Regions from separate parts of the Danio rerio genome. Here region 2 is linked to region 1. Evidence: chromatin contacts called from public Micro-C data. All regions are on one chromosome and are shown on one strand. The core of a region is the stretch at or near the end of the contact, and the rest is flanking DNA. Distances in the headings are between cores, read along the strand shown.

The links. A called contact is a pair of places that touch in the nucleus more often than the background predicts.
Region 2: a Micro-C map of caudal fin shows a contact between it and region 1, with 5 times the contacts expected there. The contact joins two enhancer-like sites. A contact is called at or near these places in 3 of 18 Hi-C or Micro-C datasets (caudal fin and embryo).

Annotation. Positions count from the first base shown.
Region 1 is chr9:45,630,239-45,636,422 of GRCz12tu, forward strand. No RefSeq gene overlaps it. Among named protein-coding and RNA genes, the nearest start is that of itga4, 89 kb to the right of the region's middle. Within about 2 kb of position 2,928, at least 7 of the 62 cell types and tissues checked have an H3K27ac peak or open chromatin away from gene starts, as enhancers often do.
Region 2 is chr9:45,829,294-45,835,477 of GRCz12tu, forward strand. It overlaps itga4 (integrin alpha 4), which reads left to right. Exons shown (of 31, transcript XM_073913154.1): 31 at 1-1,052. It overlaps cerkl (CERK like autophagy regulator), which reads right to left. Exons shown (of 13, transcript NM_001089474.1): 13 at 5,266-5,567. The coding sequence ends at 5,486. Among named protein-coding and RNA genes, the nearest start is that of itga4, 110 kb to the left of the region's middle. Within about 2 kb of position 2,893, at least 4 of the 62 cell types and tissues checked have an H3K27ac peak or open chromatin away from gene starts, as enhancers often do.

The sequences.
Region 1 (6,184 bases), core at 1,678-4,177:
GAAAACTCACTTAATATTGCATATTGTTTCTGAAAACAAGACAATATGTTTTGCTTGCCTAGAAAATGCTTCTTGATATAAGAATTTTTAGATATTTGGACTAGAAACAAGACACAAAAATGTAAGTAAGAAAAGCATTTTCTGCAGTGCATTGATTTGCATGAACAGGAGTAATGAACATTTATACAGTGTTTATGTCTATAAAGCATTTGTTTTGTGAGAAGTGCTTCTCTTATGATATGTGAACGACCAGTACAGCTTTACTTTGACATTTCTTCGCTCGAGAATGACATCGTCTGAAACTTTGTCGTACACCACGCCCACCGAAAGGGTGCCCTTGGTACCCTTTAGGCAGTGGAAACGCAAGCCTGATAAAGGTGACCCTTACCATACTGTACCACTCAGTGGAAATAATCCATAAAAGTCTTGATTTTCATCTTTAACAACCAATTTTCATTTTTAGTTGAACTATCTTTTTAAGCATGCCCTGATAAACTGTGCCAGTCCTCTGTGTTTTATAATACCCAGCTTAATTAAATGCATTTGGCTGTATCTTTTCTTTTGCATAATACTGTGTTAACACACAAAAAAAGTTGTGTGTGTTCAGTCAGTAGTACTCTTCGTTCTGTCTTCATTTGGAGCCGTTTAGATGAAGCACACACTCCCCGTAGACCCTAATTAGGCCTCAGCACTTTCTTTCATTATCGAGTGTTCTGGTTTTAGGTGTGAAACTCTCCCACTCAAACCAGTATGTTCCAGAATCACAATATTTAGATCCACCGTGTGTTTCGAGACAGCTGATCAAAGAGAGTGTGAGTGTTTCTAAAATTGTTTTAGCAGAATTGATGAATATTCCTAGAAGCTGAAGCCAAATCTGCACTCAGTATGAGTTTGTAAGTTATTCTTTGAAAATTTTGTAAATCTTTTTTTTCTCTGTATGTTAATGCGATTGTATGGGTGTTTTCCAATGATGGGTTGCAGCTGGAAGGGCATCCACTGCGTAAATTGTATGCTGGATAAATTGTTGGTTTATTCTGCTGTGGCGACCCCTGATTAATAAGGGGACTAAGCCTAACGGATAATGAATGAACGAATAAATCTTTTTTTCCGATGTAGTAAAGGAATCGGGTGTTAGTATGTAGGAGTAATAAATGTCTTTAAGCTAATTTTTATATTTTATGTCTCATTTTTACTGTATTCCTTTGTACACTAAAAAAGTGTAGAAACATTTTTTAGTCAAATGGCTGATGTTTCATAAACAAAGAAACAACAAGACAAAGAATTGTATGTGATATTTTTAAACTGAAAAACTGAAATAGCATATGTTAATATTATTTATTTTAGTATTTATTTTATTAGCAACATTTTATTTTATGCAGCATAGATTTTGCTAAATGGTCAGTTTCAAAATGCAGTATATATACATTTTTATATTGTATTGAATTAAATAAAATATATTTATTCTTTATTTCTTGGAAATAATAAGAATTTTTTGACATTTTAAGCAATAGTTTGTGATGTACTGTGTATATTTTTGATTATATTATATTATATTATATTATATTATATTATATTATGGCGTGGCAGTGGCGCAGTAGGTAGTGCTGTCGCCTCACAGCAAGAAGGTCGCTGGGTCAGTGGTTCGAACCTCGACTCAGTTGGTGTTTCTGTGTGGAGTTTGCATGTTCTCCCTTCCTTCGCATGGGTTTCCTCCAGGTGCTCCGGTTTCCCCCACAGTCCAAAGACATGCGGTACAGGTGAATTGGGTAGGCGTAGTGTAAGAGTGTGTGTGTGGATGTTTCCCAGAAATTGGTTGCGGCTGGAAGGGCATCCGCTGCGTAAAAACTTGCTGGATAAGTTGGCGATTCATTCCGCTGTGGCGACCCCGGATTAATAAAGGAACTAAGCCGACAAGAAAATGAATGAATGTATGAATATTATATTATATTATATTATATTATATTATATTATATTATATTATATTATATTATATTATATTATATTATATTATATTATATTATTTTCCTTTTAAAAAATGACACAATGACTAAAACAAATAGATGCTTCTTCAAAATGCATTTAAAACACAATGAAAATATTTAATATTAACTTAAATACAAGTTTCTACATAAATATTAAATGTATTAAAAGTAGCTCATGGTAAAAATTCAAAATGTAAAAAAAGACTAAAACATTTATTTATTTCTAAACCTTAACTTAAAACGCCACATAAATTATTGTGTATATTATTTTATGTATTTTTTTTTCTTTCTTTCTTTCTTTCTTTCTTTTTTTTTTTTTTTTTTTTACTTTTTTTAGGGGTTTTCACCTTTTATTGAGATAGGATTGTGGAGGATAGACAGGACAACGACATGCGCTATAGGTGAATTGAGTAAACTAAATTGACCGTAGTGTATGTGTAAAAATGAGTGTGTATGTTTCCCAGTACTGGGTTGCAGCTGGAAGGGCATCCGCTGTGTAAATAAGTAGGCAATTCATTCCACTGTGGCGTCCTAGATTAATAAAGAGACTAAGCTGATAAGAAAATGAATAAATGAATGATGTCTTGGTTAAAGACAAATAAATATATTAAGACACTCTAATTTAATCTTAAATAACTCAAAAATTGATTTCTCTATGAATTTTTAAATGGATTACATTGAGTTGATATGTCTTGTGCACTGTATTTAAGCTATCCCTTTGATTGAGCAACAAACTGAAAATGTATTAATTTTCCTGGGTTCATTTTTACGGTGCATCCTAATAAATCTGTATGGATGAATTCTTTATATCCTTTAAGGAACTGCAGTTAGTAATTGGCATCAGAGTTTGGAATTCTGCTTTTGTTCTGGGCTGATGGCTTGATCTGTGAGTGTGAATCTGTCTCCGCCAACAGATGGCACTGAATCCACACGCGAGAGGCTTCTGGCCCTCAAAGCCAAGCGCCTTTGTCTTCATGATGATGCAGGAGAGCTCGCTAAGTAGCTCCTAAGGGAGGTGATTGTAATGGCAGTTTTAGCAGTCACACACACACACACACACACACACACACACACACACACACACACACACACACACACACACACACACACACACACACACACACACACAGCAATAGATGCTTCCACACACAGACCGCAGCTGCTGCTGGGATTACTGCACTGTTAACCTGTCAACTTTAAGAAGTGCCGGCGATCCCCCTTCTCTAGATGCCAGGAAGTCAAACATAAAAAAATCAGCTGTGCAACTATTAGAAATGAACCTTCTCTTTCTTGGTAGAAATGTTTATGGTTGAAGGTCTTGATTGGATGTATTTTCATCAAAGAAAAAGGAGGATTTTACAAATGTTTCAAGAAATGTTTCCAGCTAATATTTCACTTCTATTACACTAATTTAATAATTTAGTTTTTACAAAAAATGCATATAATATGCAGACTTTTTTATTTAATTTAATTTATTTTAATTGTATTTTCTTGTATTTTTATTTTATTTTATCATATTTGTTTTTATTTTATTTATTTTATTTTATATTATTTTTTTTATTATTGCAATTTATCATTTCTTTTTTATTTCATTTCATTTTTTAAATTTATTTTAGTTTATTTATTTTTATTTCATATATTCATTCATTCATTTTCTTGTCGGCTTAGTCCCTTTATCAATTTGGGGCCACCACAGCGGAATTAACCACCAACTTATCCAGCACATTTTTACGCAGCGGATAAATGTGTAAAACCCTTACAGCCGCAACCCATCTCTGGGAAACATCCACACACACATTCACACCCACACTCATAAACTATGGACAATTTAGCCTACCCAATTCACCTGTACCACATGTCTTTGGACTGTGTGGAGGAAAGTGGAGCACCCGGAGGAAACCCACACGAACGCAGGGAGAACATGCAAACTCCACACAGAAACGCCAACTGAGCCAAGGCTCGAACCAGCAACCCAGCGACCTTCTTGCTGTGAGGCGACAACACTACCTACTGCACCACTGCGTTGCCTTATTTAATTTAGTTTTATTTTTTTTTTCATTGATTAATTAATTTAAATTTTTACATTTTTAAATTTAATTATATTTTATTTTATTTATTTGTATTTGATTTTTTAATTAGTTTTATTTTGTGCTATGATCATGTAAAAATAAAAAAAATAATATAAATATTATTTTTTTCTGGTTGTTCAAACTAATTTAAAATAAGCTGAATCAACAAAATGTTAAGTTTTTTTTGGCACAACGTAATTGTTTTATGTTCACCTAAATTTGTCAAAACATGCAAGTTAAATGAATCAGTTTGTGTCAGGACAACATGAAGAAATTATCCTGAACCCAGCATTTTTACAGTGTATTTCATGAAATTAAAAGAATTTCTGTATTGAATTTAATTTAAAATAAGCATGCACGTATAGTTAGATATTTAAATATATAATAAAATAAACTAGTGTAATCAAGAATGGCTACAGTTCACATTTTGTTCACATTTAAATCGCTTTTAAATGTATGCAATGGAAAACAATTAATTGAATGAATTAAACAACCTTAATTTATTTATTTATCTACTTATTTATTTGAGGTTATTATTTTGTTTAAAATCAAATACAGTTATTACAAATGGTCATTTTCGCTTATTTCAACCAGAATATTATTTCAAAAATAAATGTAATTTAATTCAAATAAATTAAATCAAAATATTTGGACAAGCTGTAAGCAAGTGAATCTTACTAATTCTATCTGGCATTAATTAAAAATAATTACATTACATTAAAATGACATGAGTAAGTAATTAAATTAAACAGTTTTAAATAAACAAGCCTTTTTTTAAAATAACTTTTTACTCTAACTTTGTTTTAGACAGTATTAATAAGCTTCTATGAATTGTTCACAATGTATATTTTAAATGGATTAAATATTATATAATTATTGAAAGGGTGTTTATATCTACAGTTGAAGTCAGAATTACTAGCGCCCCTGAGTTATTAGCCTCCCCGTTTATTTTTTCCCCCCAATTTCTGTTTAACAGAGAGAAGATTTTTTCAGCACATTTCTAAACAACATAGTTTTAATAACTCATCTCTAATAACTGATTTATTTTATCTTTGCCATGATGACAGTAAATAATATTTGACTAGATATTTTTCAAGACATTTCTATACAGCTTAAAGTGACATTTAAAGGCTTAACTAGGTTAATTAGGTTAACTAGTCAGGTTAGGGTAATTAGGCAAGTTATTGTATAACAATGGTTTATTCATTAGACTATCCAAAAATACATAGCTTAAAGGGCCAAAAAAAAAATTTTAAAAACTGCATTTATTCAAGCTAAAATAAACCAAATAAGACTTTTTCCAGAGGAAAAAATATGATCAGACATACTGTGAAAATGTCTTGCTCTGTTAAACATCATTTGTAAAATTTTTATTTATTTATTAATAACCTTTAAAAATATTATCAAAATGCAGAACAATAAAATCATTATGTCATGTTGTCCCAACACAAATCAATTAGTTGAATATAAAGCAATTAAGTTGTCTCCAAAAAACTTAAGAATTGTATTGTTTCAACTCCTTTTAAATAGGTAGTTTCAACATGCAGCAAAAGCCATTTTTTGAGTGAATGATTATAGATGAACATGAAAACACTCACTCACTCTCTATTGAAATGAACCGCCAATTACCCTGACATATGTTTAACACAGCGGATGCCCTTCCGGTCGCAACCTACAACACTCTCCCACACACTCTCCCATTCACACACTGCGGCCAATTTAGTTTATCCAATACCGCATGTGTTTGGACTGTCAGGGAAACCAGAGCACCTGAAGTAAACCCACACACACATAAAGAGAACATGCAAACTCTACACAGAAAGATCTCGAAATACCCGAACCAACAACCTTTTTTGATGTGAAGCAATATTGCTAACCACTTATCCATGATGCCGTCCTGTTATAATTGTATTTTAATTTATTTTATTGTCCAATTCAATTTAGTTTAGTTTTGTTTTATATAAAAATCTTAAATTGTATATTTTCACTCAAAAAAGAGGATTGTTGCTGCTTGTTCAAACTACTTATTTCAAATGAGCTGAATCCACACAGTTATTGAGGAAAACTTAATGGATTTATGTTCAATGCACTTACATCTGTAAAAAAAATAATAAAATAAGTTATTTTAATCAA
Region 2 (6,184 bases), core at 1,643-4,142, 200 kb after region 1:
CTTTGTTGGGCTCATTTGTAGGATTTTGTACGACCTTATTCATAAATTTTGGTACGATTTGCTTAACCTGCTAAAAATGATCAGTATTTGTATGAATGAAATCTAACCCTAATTTGTAGGAATTAGACACTTTTCTGACAATATGTAAAATAATTATATTTTCTCCCTATTTGTTGGCTTTCAGTCATGTCCACGGATTCACTGCAAAAAAAATAAAAAATGCTTTTCTTACTTGGAGTTTTTGGGCTTGTTTTAGTCCAAATACTACAATTAATATCAAATTTAAATTAAGAACAATATTCTAGACAAATGAAAGAATGGAGTTTTGTTTTTGGAAAAAAAATGTCAAAATTAAGTGAGTTTTTTTTTTTTTTTTTTAACAAGCAACATAATATTATTAAAAAACTACAAGAAGTTTATTTAATTTGCTTTTTCCCGCTACTGGCAGGTTATTTAGCTTGTCTTAATAAAAATCTCACTTAATTTTCATGATATATCTCTGAAAACAAAATTGTATTTTACTTGTCTAGAAAATTCTACTTCTTGATTAAATAATATTTGGAAATTTGGACCAAAAACAAGACAATTTGTTATTTAAGAAAAGGAAAAGCAGGTAGTCAGGGGTGCTGCTGGCTGGTATGGGCCCTATGACATTGGTGTTGTACACTGAAGTAAAGAATAGGGTAGGGGCAGTTGGGGATGTTTTGATAGGCGGGTGGGGGTGATGGATTTTGCAGGGGGGGGCTGGGTTTGGGGTGCCTAATAGTATTTCAAAGGGGGCCCCAAAACGGCATGGGCCATTAGAATAGTCCTAACTTAAACCCCCTGTTTCTGTTAACATGCTTTCCCCGAGTTGGTGTGGGTTTCCTCCGGGTGCTCTGGTTTTCCCCACAGTCCAAAGACATGCGCTATAGGGGAATTGAATAAACTAAACTGGCCATAGTATATGTGTGTGAATTAGTGTGTATTGATGTTTCCTAGTTCTGGGTTGCAGCTGGAAGGGCATTCGCTGTGTAAAACATTTCGCTGATGAATAAAGGGACTAAGCTGAAGGAAAATGAATGAATGATGTGATTAGTTTAATAAAATGCACCCAAGATGGCAGTTAAACAAAGAGAATGTTGATTATAAATATTATTTATTTATTTACACAATGATAAGTATCAAAAGTATCTGTCAAAAATATAATTGTCTATTAATATATGCGTAGTACCAGGGGTCCCAAACTGCTGACCCGCGGGCCACCCCCCTCTCTCTCTCTCTCTTTCTCTCTCTGGCCCGTAATTGACGTCAATAATGTAATTAGATTCGGCCCCCCAAAATATATATATTTTTGAATCACTATCATTGTTGTGCAGTCGCATATAGCCTTGGACAAAAAAGTACTGTAATATGTTTGTGTTATTTTCAGTTTCTCCCAGTGTGTGTTCGAGAGTATCACACATGCAGATTACTTCTGGGGCTGATTTAAACGTTGAAATAATCAGTTTTATACCACCTGTATTGTGTACAAACACCTTTTCATGGATTACACGTTATGATGGTGGTGTAAATATGATCATTTTGCTAATATTCGATTCAAATGGTCTCATCTTATTTAACAGATTGTACTCATATGCATATTAAAATTTGTATAATAAATGGGCATTAGTAAAATTTGACTAAATATTTTCCCTATTCTTTGTTGTAGTTTTACAAAAAGAAAGATCTTGAGAAGAACAATTGCCAGTAAAGTCACTAAAGTTACCCAATCTGCTTTCTGCTGTTCTTACGCTATCTGTTAAGCCTTTGGTTAAGCAACAATTGATCAGAACAGAGTTATAATAATTATTAATATGCCTATTATTAAATTGTCATATTTTCATAGCAATTTAAGTTACCTCTTCAATATGTACAATAAGAAACAAAAAGAAGGAACTGTGACTGAATACTCTGAGGAAGAATGTGCATCAATTACATCAGGTTTCCACTTTTTTCTGGTGCTTGAATGTTAAAGCGGCCCTCCTATGAACTGTCAGTCACTGATGTGGCCCTCCTCCAATTTGAGTTTGAGCCCCTTGATCTAAATGAACAATTAGTACATTTACATGAATAACAATTTAATATTCATATAAATTTAAAGTCTTATAATAACACTCTAGTAGGGTTTGTATTTATAAGTACAATATAATGCAATATAATATCAGTAGAAAGCAAATGGGTGCTTAATATTCCAATGAATGCCCTATAAATGCTTATATGGATATATAGCTTTTTTTTATTCTAGACTGTTGTTACCATAGCAACATTAAACCCATTTGAAATCAGTAAATTCATAAGTGCCTCCATTTTCCCCAATTTACTTTTGAAGATGAAGATGACACAAAGCAAAGCATCTTCAAAGATGTATCAGTTTTAACTATAAAATGAATCAGCTAGAGTCAGGATGCTCCCTTTAAAAAAAAAAAAAAAACAGCAACCTATATAGGGTGTATACAACAAGGCAGCTCACTAGGTTTTGGAACGGAGCCTTTGTAAGTGTTTTCCTCCGATCACTGAACATATTGGCTGCTGGCCTGCTGTAAAGGAGAACCTGCACTGCTGTAGCTTTTCTGGCTAAGGTTATGCCTGTGTGTATCTGAAAAGAGACTAGTTTTCTTACGCCAGCAAGTTAGTGTACCCTTAACAGAGGTGGCACAGGATTTTCTGGCACTTTCCGTCACCCTTTCTCAAGCAGAACATTGCTGCGATTGGGGTTTTCACACCTTTGCGTCGTCGCTGTATCGGTTCTCCTTGCAACAAAAAAAGAAGGAAACGGCACGTATTTTCTCTCCTCCCAAACGCTCTCTGTTGAGTGGAATAGTTAGAAGTTGGAACGGAGACGCCAGATGGAGGAGCGAGTGCTTTCTGCGTGCTTTGGCTCGGTGCCATGGAGAAGAAGCAAAGGAGGCTGCTGTTGTGTGTCTGTGCTGCGCTACACAAGACTTGACAAGATTGGCATGTGTCTGGATGCCAGCCATCGCTGAAGAATATGTGTGTGTGTGTGTGTTCATTTGTGGGACTCCACAGTCACAAATACACACAGATCGTCACCTCTTACGAGTATAGAAACCCAAACAGGATGTGCACATGCAGGAAAAACACCCATTTTTTTGTGTTCAGGTGAAAAGATACTTACATTTAAATGCTCAATGCAAGCGTTTACAAAAGCTAGCAGCTCAAAATAATTGAAAAGTAAACTAAACACGGTGGCTCAGTGGTTAGCACTGTCACCTCACAGCAAGAAGGTCACTGGTTTGAGTCTGGGTCTGTTGGCATTTCTGTGTGGAGTTTGCATGTTCTCCCCGTGTTCACGTGGGTTTCCTCTGGGTGCTCCGGTTTCCCCCACAATGCAATTACGTGCTATACGTGAATTGGGGAGGCTAAATTGGCCATAGTGTGTGAATGTGAATGTATGGATGTTTCCCAGTATTGGGTTGCAACTGGAAGGGCATCCGCTGTGTAAAACATATGCTGGATAAGTTGGCGGTTCATTCCTCTGTAGTGACCCCTTATTAATAAAGGGACTAAGGAAAATGAATAAATGAATACTAAATAGGAGTTTGCAAAAGAATGAAAGCAAAGCTGAAGCTTCAATTGTGAACTGATGCAAGCAAAATCATTTTACAAATCATTTTTAAATGAAAAATTGTATTATAAATGTATTTTTTGCTTATCATATGTGGAATGATTTGGTGCTGTTATTTAGCATTAAAAGCTAAACTGGTTTACTGAAATAAAATCTAAAAATATAAAATTTGAACACAACAAAATTGATTACATTGCCATTTTAGATTCTTTTAGAAGAAATAAAACAATAAACTGAAATTTCAGAAATATAAAATGAGATTATTTTTTTTTTACCCAAAAGTGAGATGATGTGATTTATATCCCAAACTTGATTATGGTGTTAAATGTCATCACATACTGAATGAATGTTGGTGCTGTTATAAAGCTTGAAAACAAAAATTACCTATAGCAAAATACAGTAGTCAACATTTGAAGTGGACCAACATCTTTAATCAAAGTTGTTCCCAAACTATTGAACAATTTTAATCCACTTCAAATCTTGACTACAGTAAATATACACTGCCGGTGAAAAGTTTGGAGTCGTATGTTGTTTTAATTATTACTCCAGTCATTATTGCTTTTATTACTGTTACCATTGATAATAATAATATTATTAATAATCGTAATAATAATTAATATTAGAGTGATTTCTGAAAGATCGTGTGACTGTACTGAAGACTGGAGTAATGAAGCTGAAAATTCATCTTTAAAATCACTGATAAAATACATTTGTTATGTAATGTAAATGTAATATAATGTAAACTACAAATAACAATTACATAACATTTGAACAATTATTTTATATTGCAAAAACATTTCTCAAATGTACAATTTGTACTGTATTTTTGATTAAATAAATGCAGCCTTGGTGAGCAGGAGAAGCTTATTTTAAAACATGAACAAAACTTACTGACGCCAAACTTTTGACCGGTAGTGTATCTACAGTGCATATATAAGTACATCCCTCACAAATCTCTCTTTTAAATTTATATATTTAAGAGGAAGCTATCCACTATTCTATTTGTGCATATACATTACATTAGTCACTACCAAAGCCAAATCTGGTGCTTATCTAATAAAATAACTTACAATAACGGTCTAAAAACTAGTACAGCCAAATTTATATGCTATAAAAAAATACTGAATGCAAATTTTAAAAAAAGAGAAAAAATTAAGCAAAAAAGTTTTTTTTTTTTTCAATATTTTGCTTGAAATTTATTTGTATTATCTTTCAGAGTTTTAAAAATGTTTGGGGTCTAAAATATTATTTTAATAAATATATCTGTTTAATAAATCTGTTTTGTTTAAATGCACCAAGATACATTGCCTGTATTTACTGAGAAATGGATACAAATATTCATTTTCAAAATAGGGTGCACCCAATTATGTCGAGCAATGTATACATACACACACACACACACACACATTTTCAAATTCATTTTTCCAAAAACGGCACACAAAATGTCAGCTTATTTTGTCAGCTTTTTTTTTTTTCCTGCATGATTGAGCTTGTAAACACAAACTATGCTGTGAGAATTCAAACTAAATATGTGGGATGTCTTTTTTTATTTTGAGTAAACACATTAGATGGGTTGCTTGTCACTGCTCTTTTTAAGACATAAAAACAAAACAAAACTCCACAGTTCAGGGAATCAAATGCAAAAAAGCACATTGCTATTTTTCTGTGTATGTTTATTAAGTTAAGTCTTTAAAAATGATACAAATTTGTTTAAAAACTGTCTTTTGGTTTATTTAAGTTGTAATGCACTGGAATGTACTGTGTGTTTTTGTGTTGTCATAAAATGTTCTCTTTACATGTTAAAGCATTTCTCTGTGCGGTTTGTTTGTTGAGTTCTTAATAGCAATTCTCTGTGTGCATGTGTGTATGAGTGTGTGTTCAGATACAGCTGCATTTCACCGGCGTCTCCTCGGCCTCCTCCACGTCTGATCCAAAGAGTGTGAGGAGCTGAGGGTGAACTCTGGAAAATAAACACTTCTGTCAGGACATTTAAACATTACACAGATTTATCTGATAGCCGCACACCTCCCTCCCTCTTTCTCAGAACCTCACACTCTTCTGTTTATTCTTCTGTCGCTTTTTCTGCAGCTTTGAAAAGATAAATTTAGTTTTTTTATCAAGTACTGCTCGTATATTGTTTGGAGTGTGTTAAAACAACACGGCTTGTGTTTGCACAGGTCATCCGAAGTTCATCTGCTGAATTCACACAGTGGCTGTCTTGACTACTGTTAGCCAGTGCTTTCAGGATTTCTCGATTATACGATATCAGAATTGAACGCAAATTTTAAATATTTAGAGGCAATATGCATTAGATTCGCCATAGATTTTCAGCTTTTGATATGTCGTGATGTTATCAAGCTTTAAATGTCTCCTGTGATACATAATGAAAATATGAATGGAGTAAAAAAAATCAGTTTACCACAGAGTGGTTTAATAAACATGAAAGTGAAGTTAAACATCTCACATGGCCTGCACAGTCACCCGATCTGAACATTATTGAGCCACTTTGGGGTGTTTTGAAGAAGCGAATCAGCATCACAGTGACCTGGCCACTATTCTGAAAGGCTTAACGTGCAT